Linked DNA regions of Mus musculus: region 2 is linked to region 1. Evidence: chromatin contacts called from public HiChIP or PLAC-seq data. All regions are on one chromosome and are shown on one strand. The core of a region is the stretch at or near the end of the contact, and the rest is flanking DNA. Distances in the headings are between cores, read along the strand shown. Region 1 holds the start of Shld2 (shieldin complex subunit 2). Region 2 overlaps Ldb3 (LIM domain binding 3).

What was found. HiChIP or PLAC-seq counts read pairs in DNA pulled down with a chosen protein or histone mark.
Region 2: an H3K27ac HiChIP or PLAC-seq map of extraembryonic endoderm stem cells shows a contact between it and region 1. The contact joins the enhancer-like site here to the promoter of Shld2 in region 1. A contact is called at or near these places in 1 of 39 promoter capture datasets (embryonic stem cells), 6 of 484 Hi-C or Micro-C datasets (cardiomyocytes, embryonic stem cells, nephron progenitors and 2 more), 15 of 115 datasets of contacts at active chromatin or transcription factors (the 230-238 cell line, craniofacial prominence, embryonic basal ganglia and 10 more) and 2 of 9 other capture datasets (adipose tissue and liver).

Annotation. Positions count from the first base shown.
Region 1 is chr14:34,307,549-34,313,328 of GRCm38.p6, forward strand. It overlaps Shld2 (shieldin complex subunit 2), which reads right to left and starts at 2,969. Exons shown (of 10, transcript NM_001360074.1): 1 at 2,619-2,969; 2 at 1,492-1,546. Glud1 (glutamate dehydrogenase 1) reads left to right here and starts at 3,179. Exons shown (of 13, transcript NM_008133.4): 1 at 3,179-3,794. The coding sequence starts at 3,350.
Region 2 is chr14:34,546,462-34,552,393 of GRCm38.p6, forward strand. It overlaps Ldb3 (LIM domain binding 3), which reads right to left. Exons shown (of 15, transcript NM_001039074.2): 10 at 5,716-5,861. Among named protein-coding and RNA genes, the nearest start is that of 9230112D13Rik, 27 kb to the left of the region's middle. Within about 2 kb of position 3,095, at least 292 of the 459 cell types and tissues checked have an H3K27ac peak or open chromatin away from gene starts, as enhancers often do. A contact at or near this core is called in adipose tissue, craniofacial prominence, embryonic basal ganglia and 12 more, where this site is marked.

The DNA.
Region 1 (5,780 bases), core at 1,719-4,218:
TTTTGAAATGGAAATTACTATGCATAATTAAATTGTAATTTGGATATTATTTGTCTACTTTACACAGCAGTCAGATGTAAAATTAAGTAGAGCAAATATATGCTTTTTGGATAAGAAAAGATAACAATTTTGGAGTCAAATATGAAGTTTGACTCTTCGCCCACTTATTAGATAGGGGAACATCCAACAATGTGCCCCCAAGCCTCAGGCTGTCCTTGTAAGTAAGGAGTCACAGTACCTCCTTCTGGAAGAAAGGAAAACTCCATCTGTGTTCTAAACAGGGGTTAAAGAGGCGGGCCTGGAGAAGTTCACTCTTTCTCTTGGGGGATGTGAGAGAGTTGGGGGGAGGGTTCCTCACTATATAACCCAGGCTCCAATCCAAATCAGAGATCACCCTGACTCTGCCAAAGAGCATGGGCATGTGCTAACATGCCTGCTCACTCTAATTTTTAAAACCTACCAAGATTTTGTGTAACTTGCACGTAATGTTAAAACATTAGATTGTTAGATTTTGTGTAACTTGCATGTAATGTTAAAACATTAGATTGTTAGATTTTGTGTAACTTGCATGTAATGTTAAAACATTAGATTGTTAGATTTTGTGTAACTTGCATGTAATGTTATATTTTGTGTAACTTGCATGTAATGTTAAAACATTACTAAAATGTTTTAATAAAAAACTATATTCTCAGGTTCTCAGAGTTCTAAGTTTGTTTGCTTCCTCCCTTCCTCCCCTTAAGACAGTGTCCTTCTGGCTATTGAGTTCATTATGTGACATGAATGTTGTGGCCTAAATTCATGGCAATCCTCCTGCTTCAGCCTGATTCCTCCTGTGCTGAGATTACAGACAGCACCATAGACCTTATCTATTTTTAACATACTAACACACAAGAGATATGAATTTTTTTTAAATAAAATAACTTCTACAGTTATATTTCTTTATATTTCTTCTCCCTTCGAAAAATGTCTTCAATTTAGGTAACTAAAGCATAGAAAAAGTAATATTAAACTTATTTCTTGTTTTTTGTTTGTTTGTTTGTTTTTTCGAGACAGGGTTTCTCTGTGTAGCCCTGGCTGTCCTGGAACTCACTTTGTAGACCAGGCTGGCCTCGAACTCAGAAATCCGCCTGCCTCTGCCTCCCAAGTGCTGGGATGAAAGGTGTGAGCCACCACGCCCAGCTATTAAACATTTTTTAAGGCTATGACTATCAGTAAAGAAAATTGATATGGTAGTTTAACAGGCAATCCCACTGAGCTACACAGTGAGCTACAGACACGCCTGGCTATAATGTGAGACTCTTGTTTCAAAACAACAATATATCAAAAGATATGCTTCCATGTGCTCACAGACACTAGTCAGGCTAATGCTTAAACCTCAGGATTTGGGAGTCTTATTCTTTTGAAACTTTAGGTTCTAGGTAGAATGTTTTGTTTTGTGTAATATAAAATCATAGAGTGATAATATTATCAAGTGAAAAGGAAATTTGGTACCTTAATCTTTTCACATCAAGCCAAAATCATGCTGCAGGCCGGAGAATCTTTTTTGCTAAAAAAACACAATACAAATATAATTAATGGTTATCATTTATTGTTTATTACAAATATAACTATATTTTATTATATCAACCACTGTTTATATTGATGTAATTAATATTAATACATAATAAATACAGTTAACGGTTATCACTCAGCAAATAAGATAAGATATAAGTCACTGGGAAGGAAAGCTCAATATTGCTTTAGAGTTCGCTGAGATAAATGAATGCAACTTAACTGGTCTAGGTTGTCACTTCACGTGTACAAAACATTTTAAGAACTAAGAATTTCTCTTTCATGCTTAGTAGATGAATAAAGTCATGTAAGAGATGAATAGTGTCACAAAGTCCAAGGGTTTACAAAATCGCCAAGGCACTCTGGGGTGATTTTACTAGTAATGTGGCACGTGATAGGTAGCTTGACTTAAAGGATGTTAGTGTGTGTGTGTGTGTGTGTTCAACTGGATTTTCTTGTAGCTTTGTTTGAGAAAAATGAGTATCTCATGTTGCCCAGGCTGGAATCAAACTCTATCCTCCTGCCCCCACCTCTCAGGTTCTGGGGTTCCCAGAGTGTAGCACTCAAGCCTGGCTACCATTGTGAAAATTATAACTTAGTAATCAGATCCTAGACCATTTAAATAATATGTGTATGTATATATATATGTATATATATGTGTGTATATATATGTGTGTGTGTATATACACACACACACACACACAGGATGTCACATTCCTTTAATCTAAGCACTCAGGCACTCAGACAAGGCCAGCCTGATCCATAAAGTGAGTCGCAGAAATTAAATATATATACTGAGACATTATATTTCTAGTTTACTTTAGGACGTGATTCCAAAAGAGGGGCACACACTCAGTCAATGGTGGAGTTACAACTATGTGCGGGTGTGCTGACTCAAGCCTGTAATCCTAGCACTCAGGGGAGTGGGCTGGGGGAGCAGAAGCAGGCAAGTTCCCATGAGTTCTGGGCAAGCCTGGGCTACAGGGGCCCTGACTTTTCAAAAAAAAAAAAAGGTAAAATAAAGTGGCACGCGAAAGAGTCAACAATGCTTTGCATAACTGTTTTACCTCAAAATCGCTGAAGTTGCCTACAACAAATTAAAACCTTGTGCAAAGTAAAGGCCTGTGGGGTCAGGGCCTCCCTCCTGTCCTGAGGCTTCTTGCTTTCCCGGTTCCTCAACAGTCGGATTCGGGATGAGTCGGGATTTGCCCCGCGCCTCTTCGGCTTCGGCGCGGCGTCACTCTCCGGCCGGCCGCGCAGCGGATCCGCACACCGTTCCGGCCCAAGGCGGAAAGGAGGGGCCTGGTGACTCATGCGGCCGGGGCTGCTGGCCAGCCAGCGAGGCCTCCCTGCAGTCCGCTTCCACCTCCCAGGCCGCCGCGCGTGCACACGGGACCGACCTTCCGGGCCGCGGCCGCGTCCGACCGCTCTCAGGAGCCCAGGCCTCCGGGCCGCAGCCCGCGCGCGTCCACGCTAGCCCCGCCCCCGCCCGCGAGCATGCGCACCAAGCCCATCTGCAAAGGCGCGCCCCCCGCCGCCGCAGCCGCACGCGCCGCCGCCTGGAGGCCGGGCAAGGCCGCGGCGGAGGCGAGGCCCAGCGCCCTGGGCGGCGCGCGGCCGCCGAAGTCCGTCCTCCCGGTGGGGCGACAAGCGGCGCAGGGGAGGGGACAGCCAGACAAGCAGGAAGCCGCGGCTTAAAAGGGCAGCTCGCGCCCAGCCCTTCCTCCCCGCGGTCCAGGCCTGCGAGCTCCGGTCTTTACAGCTCCCGCCGCACTCGCCTCAGCCCGCCGCCGCCGCCATGTACCGCCGTCTGGGCGAAGCGCTGCTGCTGTCCCGCGCCGGGCCCGCTGCCCTGGGCTCTGCGGCTGCAGACTCAGCCGCGCTGCTGGGCTGGGCCCGCGGACAGCCCTCCGCCGCCCCGCAACCCGGGCTCACGCCGGTCGCCCGGCGCCACTACAGCGAAGCGGCCGCCGACCGCGAAGACGACCCCAACTTCTTCAAGATGGTGGAGGGCTTCTTCGACCGCGGCGCCAGCATCGTAGAGGACAAGCTGGTGGAAGACCTGAAGACCCGGGAGAGCGAGGAGCAGAAGCGGAACCGGGTGCGCGGCATCCTGAGGATCATCAAGCCCTGCAACCATGTGTTGAGCCTCTCCTTCCCCATCCGGCGCGACGACGGCTCCTGGGAGGTCATCGAAGGCTACCGGGCCCAGCACAGCCAGCACCGCACGCCCTGCAAGGGAGGTGAGCGCCCTCCGGCCCCTTTCTGTCCTCCCTCCCCTCCAGACTCCCGTAGCCCGGGCCGCTACTCGGCCCAGCCCAGTTCTGCAGGCCGTGCCCCGCTTCGGGCTCCCCCGCCTCGGGTGTGGCAGCCTTAGAGGATACTGATTTTTTTTTTCCGCCCTAAAACTACCACGTAATATGCCAGCCTTTTTACTGGGCAAGTCTTCACCCCAAGCCTCTGCTTGTGTTGATGCTGACTTCACTGAGGACACTGTACAGCTTTTCTTTAGCCTCGGTGCCTGTCATGTCATAGACCGTGAACCCTTAACGCCAGCAGCCGACGATACAAGAACAGAGAAAAATTATCTTCTTTTTGGAGTTGGAATCTTGAAAGTTTGATTAACCAGCGCAGCTTACTAATCTTCTAAATTATTATAATTTTACACTGATGGCTTTTTGTGTTGTGCCTCTTTTCTCCCCTTGGAAAATGTAAAATATCGAGCAGAGTAAGGTCTCTGACAAACAGGGCGACCTGACATTAAATCTAAAGGGTGTAGACTACAGAACTGCCTGCCAGCCAATAGAATGAAATAGCCCTGGGGGTGTGTTCTTGTCCTGGCTAGTACCAGAATTGAGCCTAGGCAAAAGGTAGAGTCCTTAGGGAGTTGAATCAGTTAGATTTGGTAGTTACCAGGGTATCCTGTGGTTTAAACTTTTGGGATGTGTGTAGATTGGCTTACAGCCTTTTTTTAGGGAAGAAAAATACGTTTTTCATTTTCTCTCCACTACAGTACACAATCATACAGCGTTAAAGGTGCTTTAAAAAAAAAAAAGACTATTAAAAGAAAAACCACCTTTTTTCTGTTGCTTAAACTTAATGTATTGAGTAGGAGTCTTGATGGAGGTTGAATTGGCAAGTGAGCAGAGGTTAGACTAGAACAGTGATTCATTTCATTGCAACTTCATAACTGTAATTTTGCTACTGTTAGGAGTAGTTATGTAAATATCTAATAGGCAGGATATTTGATATGCAACCCCTTCAGGGGTTACGGGGGACCCACAGGTTGAGAATTGCAGGACTAGACCTTTGTCTGCCTCGGTTCTGTCCAGTAGTCTTTTTACTACCAGCTGACTAAAAACTATAGAAATGTTTCTGCACTGGAAAAACTGGGGCTGTGATGGTGTTCCCAGTGGTGGAACAAAGGTTGTGGCAAAAGGTTTAATGATTTACCAAATTCGCATTGAGTCTACCCAAGTCTAGGATCTCCCTTTGGAGCCTAATTGTCCCTTAGCCCTGTAGTTCCCTCTGCTAGAAGCCATTGGAACCACTTTGACCTCTGATTTCCCATGCAGCTCAAAATTATATAAAAGGGGTAGTCATTCTCCTACACCTCACCTTCCTCTTTCTTCCTTCCCTCCCTCCCTCCCTCCCTCCCTCCCTCCCTCCCTCCCTCCCTCCTTCCCCCACAAGCCGGGAACTCAAATTCTACCCCCCTCCAGAACAAACAAGGATGTCTGTCGAGCCAGAGGCATTGTATTGCAAATGCTAAACTGTCCTTGTCTTTACAGAGGGTGTGCATCCTGTGATTTGGTGGGTTTTTTCTGTCTTGTTAGTCATTAAAGCAATTTGAGTTTGCCGTAGTTTTATTATTTTAAGTGCTCTTGTCACAGAAGTTTTAATAGCAAAATATTGAGCCTAGCAACAAATATCATCAGCCTTACCAGATCACAGTAACCAAAGCACTTGCTCAAAGTGGAGTGAACAGAGCAGAAATAGAGAAACCCGTTTGTAGTTAGTTAACAGTAACAGCATTGCATGATGATACAGCAAGATAAAGTAACGTTCTACAAAGTAAACCATTACATTTATTTAACATCACACTGCCTCTTCGCCCCCTGTCCCATGCCTAAGTGAATTGTCTTCTCATAGTGTTTTGGGAATTTTGTTCTTGATCCTCCTGCCTCATCGGCTCTCCCAGTGTTTATTACGAGAGACCTCATCTGTTC
Region 2 (5,932 bases), core at 1,845-4,344, 240 kb after region 1:
CTGGATTCCCAGGTTGGAATGAACTATCAAGTTCATCTCCAGGCCTTTCTGTCACAGGGAAAGCCCTAAAGCAGGTTTCCTGTTGGATGGCAGTGGGCAGGGAGCTGTGATTCTCTGAAGTCACATTACCAGGAATTGAACCTGTTTCTGGTGATAGAATGAATGACATCCTGCCCACCTCAATGGGTGTGGTGGGAACCCCTAGGAGGGACACAGCACAAGCATTTTGTAAAGTTGTAAGTCACAAAATCAGGGTGTTTTCACCCACCTCAACATTCTTACATGGCTTCCCACTGTCCAGAGAGTCCCAACATGCTAGGGACAAGGTGACTTTAGGGGTACTGTTAGAGGAGAGTGGGGAGAGGTGATCCCACAGAACTTCAAAGCAGCTTCATCCCTCTGTTGTAAGATTTAGGGTTCTGTATAAGTCTGTGTAAGCTGTGTCTTTCTCTCTTTGCTTTTCATTTCATTTCTTCTATCCTTTGTTTCCTTCTTGTTTTACAAGCCACAATCCTCTGTGCTGGTCTTTTTTTTTTTTTTTTTGGAAACAGGGTTTCTCTGGCTGTCCCTGGAACTCACTCTGTTGATCATGCTATTCTGGAACCCAGAGTTCTGCTTGGCTTTGCCTCTCAAGTGCTGAGATCAAAGGCCCAGCCAAGCTGTTTGTTTTTTGACATATAGCCCAGGCTAGTCTGGAACTCACTCTGTATTCCAGGTTGGCCTCAACAATTCAGAGATCCTGGTATCTCAGCCTCTTGAGTGCGGGATTACAGACATGTGCCTCCACACCTAGCTCTAAAAGGAATTAGGAATGAAAGCCGTGTGATCGTCAAGCCATGGCCTTATGTACTAAGCACCTGAAAGGCAGTTAGTCTAAATTGAGATGTGCTATTCAGTTTAAAAATCTGAAGACTTAATAAAAGAATATAAAGTATCTTAGTAATAATTATCTTATATTGATTGTATGTTAAAGCTGTTTATTTATTTTTAAATTTAATGTGTGCAGATGTTTGCCTGCATGTATGTCTGTGTACCTCATGCATGCCTAGTACCTAGGGGAAGCCAAAAGCGTGTTGGATTCTCTGGGACTGGAGTAAGTTGGCTGTGGGTCCTGTGGAAGAGTAGCTAGTGCTCTTAACCACGGGTCTGCCTCTTCAGCCCCTTGTTTGTGTGTTGAGCCGGGTCTCTACGTGTTACCCAGCTAGCCTCAAGTGACCTTATTTCTCAGCTTCTGAAATAGCTAGCATGCATCTGAATAGAGTCCAGCTCTGAACCATTTTTAATATACTGAGCTGTGTCTGGAAAAACGTCCCAGTGGTTAAGAGCATGTACTAGTAAAAGACTGGAATTGGATTGCCAACACTCATGTCTCATGGCTTATAACTGCCTTAAACTTAAGCTTCAATGGATTCCACACCTTCTTCTGGCCTATGTAGGCACCTGCGTTCTAGTGTACACACACACACACACACACACACACACACACACACACACACACACGCATTTGAGGCTGAAAAGATGGCTTTGGAGAGATGGCTCAGTGGCTAAGAGCACAAGCTGGGATCCAGGTTCAATTCCCAACCCCCTCGTGGCAGCTTACAACTGTCTGTAACTCCAATTCCAGGGGATCTGACGCCCTCACGTAAAGGCAAAACACCAATGTACACACAATAAAATAAAATATTTTTTAAAAGGTCAGGTGCAGTGGTGCACACCTTTAATCCCAGCTCTAGAGACCTGATCTACAGAGCAAGTTGAGAAACCCTGAATAAAGAACACAAAAAACTCAGAAATTTTCATATGCTGAGCTAAATAAAAATGTATTTAAATCAATTTTACCTGCCTTTTTTTTTTCCTAAAAGTGTCTGCCTCTCGGATGGTTCTTTGCAACAGTGGCTGCCAAGAGCTACTGGCTTTCACAGTGTTGCACAGGAGTTTGTGTAATAGCAAGAGGCAGAGTACTTGCGAGTCAACTTTACAGACAACCTGGAGAGCTTAAGTGGCTACTCGAGGTCAGCCAGCTTGCAAGCTTCCTATCTGAAACGCACCCTAATCAGCTCCTCTAAACCACTCCGAATGCAGAACCAGGCTCCAGCATGCTCCTTCCAAGTAAACCCCGCCCTCGCCCACCTTGCCTCCCTCTCCAACCGCTCCTTCGGTAGGGCAGACATTCTCTTCCTCCTATCCGAGGCTTTCCTGAACCGCCTTCGTTTTCCAAACCCCTACTCAAGGCCCCAGAGAGGAAGGCTGGAATCCTGGACCAGGTTCCTACCTCCTACCCGCTGGGGCTACAAACAGGAGGAGGACTTTCTCTTCCGGGCGGTTCGCCCGGGCAGATCCCTGGGGAGGGGGAAGGAGAAGGGAGAGGACATGCGGGGAGCACGGTCCCCTCTCCTCTCAGCTCCTGCCTGCTTCGCCCCTCTACGCTCCAAATGCCGTAAGAAACCTGATATCCCATCTCCGAGCCCCGGGCTGTTGCTATTTCTACGTGACGGAATTAAGCCGGTTCGAATTAGAAGGTGATATTTCATCTCTAATTGGCACGTTCAAAGGGCTCCTATCGCACTTGGCGGCCCCGGGACTGTGTAATTAAACAACAAGGTGATCTGAGTCACTTAGCCCGGGCTAAGTCGCCGGCAAGCGCCCGGGTCGCCGCCCGGCCCGCAGGCCGACGTGGCCATCCCGGGGACCAAGGTGTCCTCCGCCCACTGGCCCCAGGTGTTCTGGGGAAACGGATGCCCAGCCCAGGCGCCAGAGATAAGATGCCGGCTCGAACCCCGCCCTGCCTCCGTCCCCCACCCCCCGGAAGCTGCGGCCGGGGACTGGCCGCGAGCGGGCTGCTCGTGCTCGGCGGCGCCCAAGTCCCCGCAGCCCAGCAGAGGAGCGGGGTGCGGGCCCGTATCCCCGGCTGGCCTGGCAGCCTACCAGCCGCCCCCGGAGCCCGTTGCCAACCCAGCCTCCCTGGAGAGAAGGAAGGGTGGAGGCAGGCCTCTCCTCTGCTCCAGGCAGGGATGAGTTAACGTCTGCACAGTCTGGGAACCGTGGAAAGGCCTTGGCTCCTGCCGGTCTCCGCCGCCCAGGCCGCTGCGGGAGAAGCGGCTGGAGGGCCCGGCCGCCCCCTGGTGGGCATGCGGGGACAGGACAAGAAAGGTGCCGGGAGGGCCTGCGGTGCTGCTGGGAAAGGTCTGCACCTGACACTACTCCTACCGGCTTCTGCAAACGCCTTCCTGTGTTTCCTGGCCGCACTGAGTGATCATTCTGTCTCCTACGTAGGAGATTTGTACCGCTCCCCTTCCAAAATGCCACCTCAGCCTGTGGAGCTCTGACTTCAGAATTTCCTTTCCTCGGCCCAGAAGTGCAAGAGATGGCATCAGACTACAGATATTATTTTATCTCTGCAGATATAACAAGAGGTTATAGAAATCCTATCTTACTCAAATGAGAAAATTCAGGTCTGAGAGATGAGGTAGTTTGCTTATTCCTTACAGCAGGCTGGGTGTCCCACCCATGCTAAAATGTTTCCTGTCCATACTCAGTTCTGTTGTCGGTGAGCTTCATAAAGCAGGGGACTGATTCTGTCGCTCTAGTCAGGAAAGCCTCAAGAGAAAAGCTTCCTTGGGTCTCATCAATGCCTTATCAGGATGTGTTCTGGAGCCTAGACTTTGTGTTATTCTTTATCCCAAGTCTACTTGGCCAGTTCACACTTGTAGGACACAAGCCCCCTTCCTTCTCCCTTAAAATAACCCGTCTCTTTTCCCTAAGCAGGCCTGTAACTTATTCCCTTCCTCGTTTTACCACAAATGGTTTGTGCATTGGAAAAGTGTGTGTGTGTGTGTGTGTGTTCATGGGGTGAGGTCATAGGGTATTTGGGAAATGACACCTTTCATTCGATTTTGCTATGAACTGAAAACTGATCTTTAAAAAGTCTATTAAAAACTGGGTGTGGTGGCACATGCGTATAATCCCAGGACTTGGGAGGTCCAGGAAGGAGGATCAACAATCAGCCTGGTCTACCTGAGCTACCCTGCCAACAAACACACACACACAAAGTCTATTAAGATTTTATGTGTAAAGCAGAGCATAGTGGCACATGCCTTTAATCCCAGCATTGGGGAGACAGAGCCTGATCTACATATGGCGTTCCCGGACAGTCAGGACCACATAGAGATCTCATCTCAAAAGCAAAACAAACTATATAGAGAGACCATATAGTCCATAGTAGTTTTGAGTGAAGAAAAACATTTGTATTGTAATAGTAAATGAAAAATCATCATTGCTTTTTATAAATTCAAGATGAATATATATATATATATATATATATATATATATACATATATATGCATGCTGGACGTGTATTTTTTTAAAGATTTATTTATTTTATGCATATGAATACACTGTTGCTGTCCTCAGACACACCAGAAGAGGGCATCAGATCCCATTACAGATGGTTGTGAGCCACCATGTGGTTACTGGCAATTGAACTAAGGACCTCTGGAAGAGCAGTCAGTGCTCTTACCCACTGAGCCATCTCTCCAGCCCCAGAAGTATAATGTTTACTTGGAAAGTATATACATACCTAAAATCCTATTTTATCAACCTATGGAATGGCTATCAAGGGATAATTAAAGGAATACTTAAGGCTCACTCCCTGTGTGTGCACAGCTGCCGGAGTATAGAGTGTAAGCTCATGACCTCTTCCTGTTACTCTATGATTACCCTCCTGCCTCGGGTGTGTGTGTGTGTGTGTGTGTGTGTGATGCTAGGGATTGAGCCCAGAGGCCTCACCCATACTAGGCATACACTCTACCACCAGGTTAACACCTCCATCTATCTATCCCATTTCTTTATTGGTTGAATGTATCCTCATGGCAAGTTCAAGTCAGGCACATACAAAGGAGAAAGTCTGCCACAGCCCTGCCCTCCTAAAGTTCAGGGTCAGAACGCAACAGGAAGAAAGACTGTGAGTAGACTCGGGGCTTGGCTGTCAAGGGCCTTCCTATGGGCATAGCCGTAGTACATAGGACCTTCCTCTAACTGGGAAAAGACCTGCTAGAGAGCCCTGAGATTCTTGGCACAATGGCTGGCAGGAAGCCCAAGAACTACCTTGGGCTCTGAGGAAGAAATCCAACCTTGCCTAGAAACTTAGGAAACAAAAAGCTACCTCCCATCCCAGGATGAAACTCAGCACCGATGGGGCAGGGGCCATAGAGACACAACCACAACCAGTGAGCTCTGCCTTGGGTCCACTCTACTGCTATGTGTGTCCATGCGCCCCAGTTATCCCCTGTCACCTGAGCAGGCCATATACTAGACTGGTTGAGCAGCTTTCCCAAAAGGACAAAGTGACACAGTAAGCTGGCCTAAAGCCTGGGGCATTTTTTTTTGTTGTTATAGTTTCTTGTCCTCTAGTTTGAGGCCATCCCAGATTCTTAGAGAAACAGCTTTTTACTCTTTCTGTCCCCGCAACCCCCATCGTCTTTTCTCTCAACTCGGTCTGGAAACGTCCAGCTAGGACTATCTGTTTCCTAAGAGCTAAGTAGTTCCATCCCTGCCTGGTACAACCCACGTGTCATCCCAGGTCAAATACAGGCTCCAAGGCTCAGTCGGATTCTGCCCTACAACCAGGAGAGGGAAGGATAGGCCCCCTTCACTCTGGAGGCTTGGTCTGAAGCAGATAACCCTTTGAGCCCTCAGCCCCCCGCCCCCAGCTCTCACCTGGCTGGTAGACAGAAGGCCGGATGCTGGCAGTGGTTACGACCCGAGGCTTGGGTGCAGGGGCAGCTGGACCCTCGCTGTAGCTGGTATGGGCAGAGGGTGCTGGAGAAGCGGCGGCTGCAGGACTGTAAGCAGAGGCCTGTGGCCTGGAACCAAGGCAGAAGAGTTACAACAAGAACAGTCCATTGGGCTCTGGTATCTAAAGTCATTCCAGGTT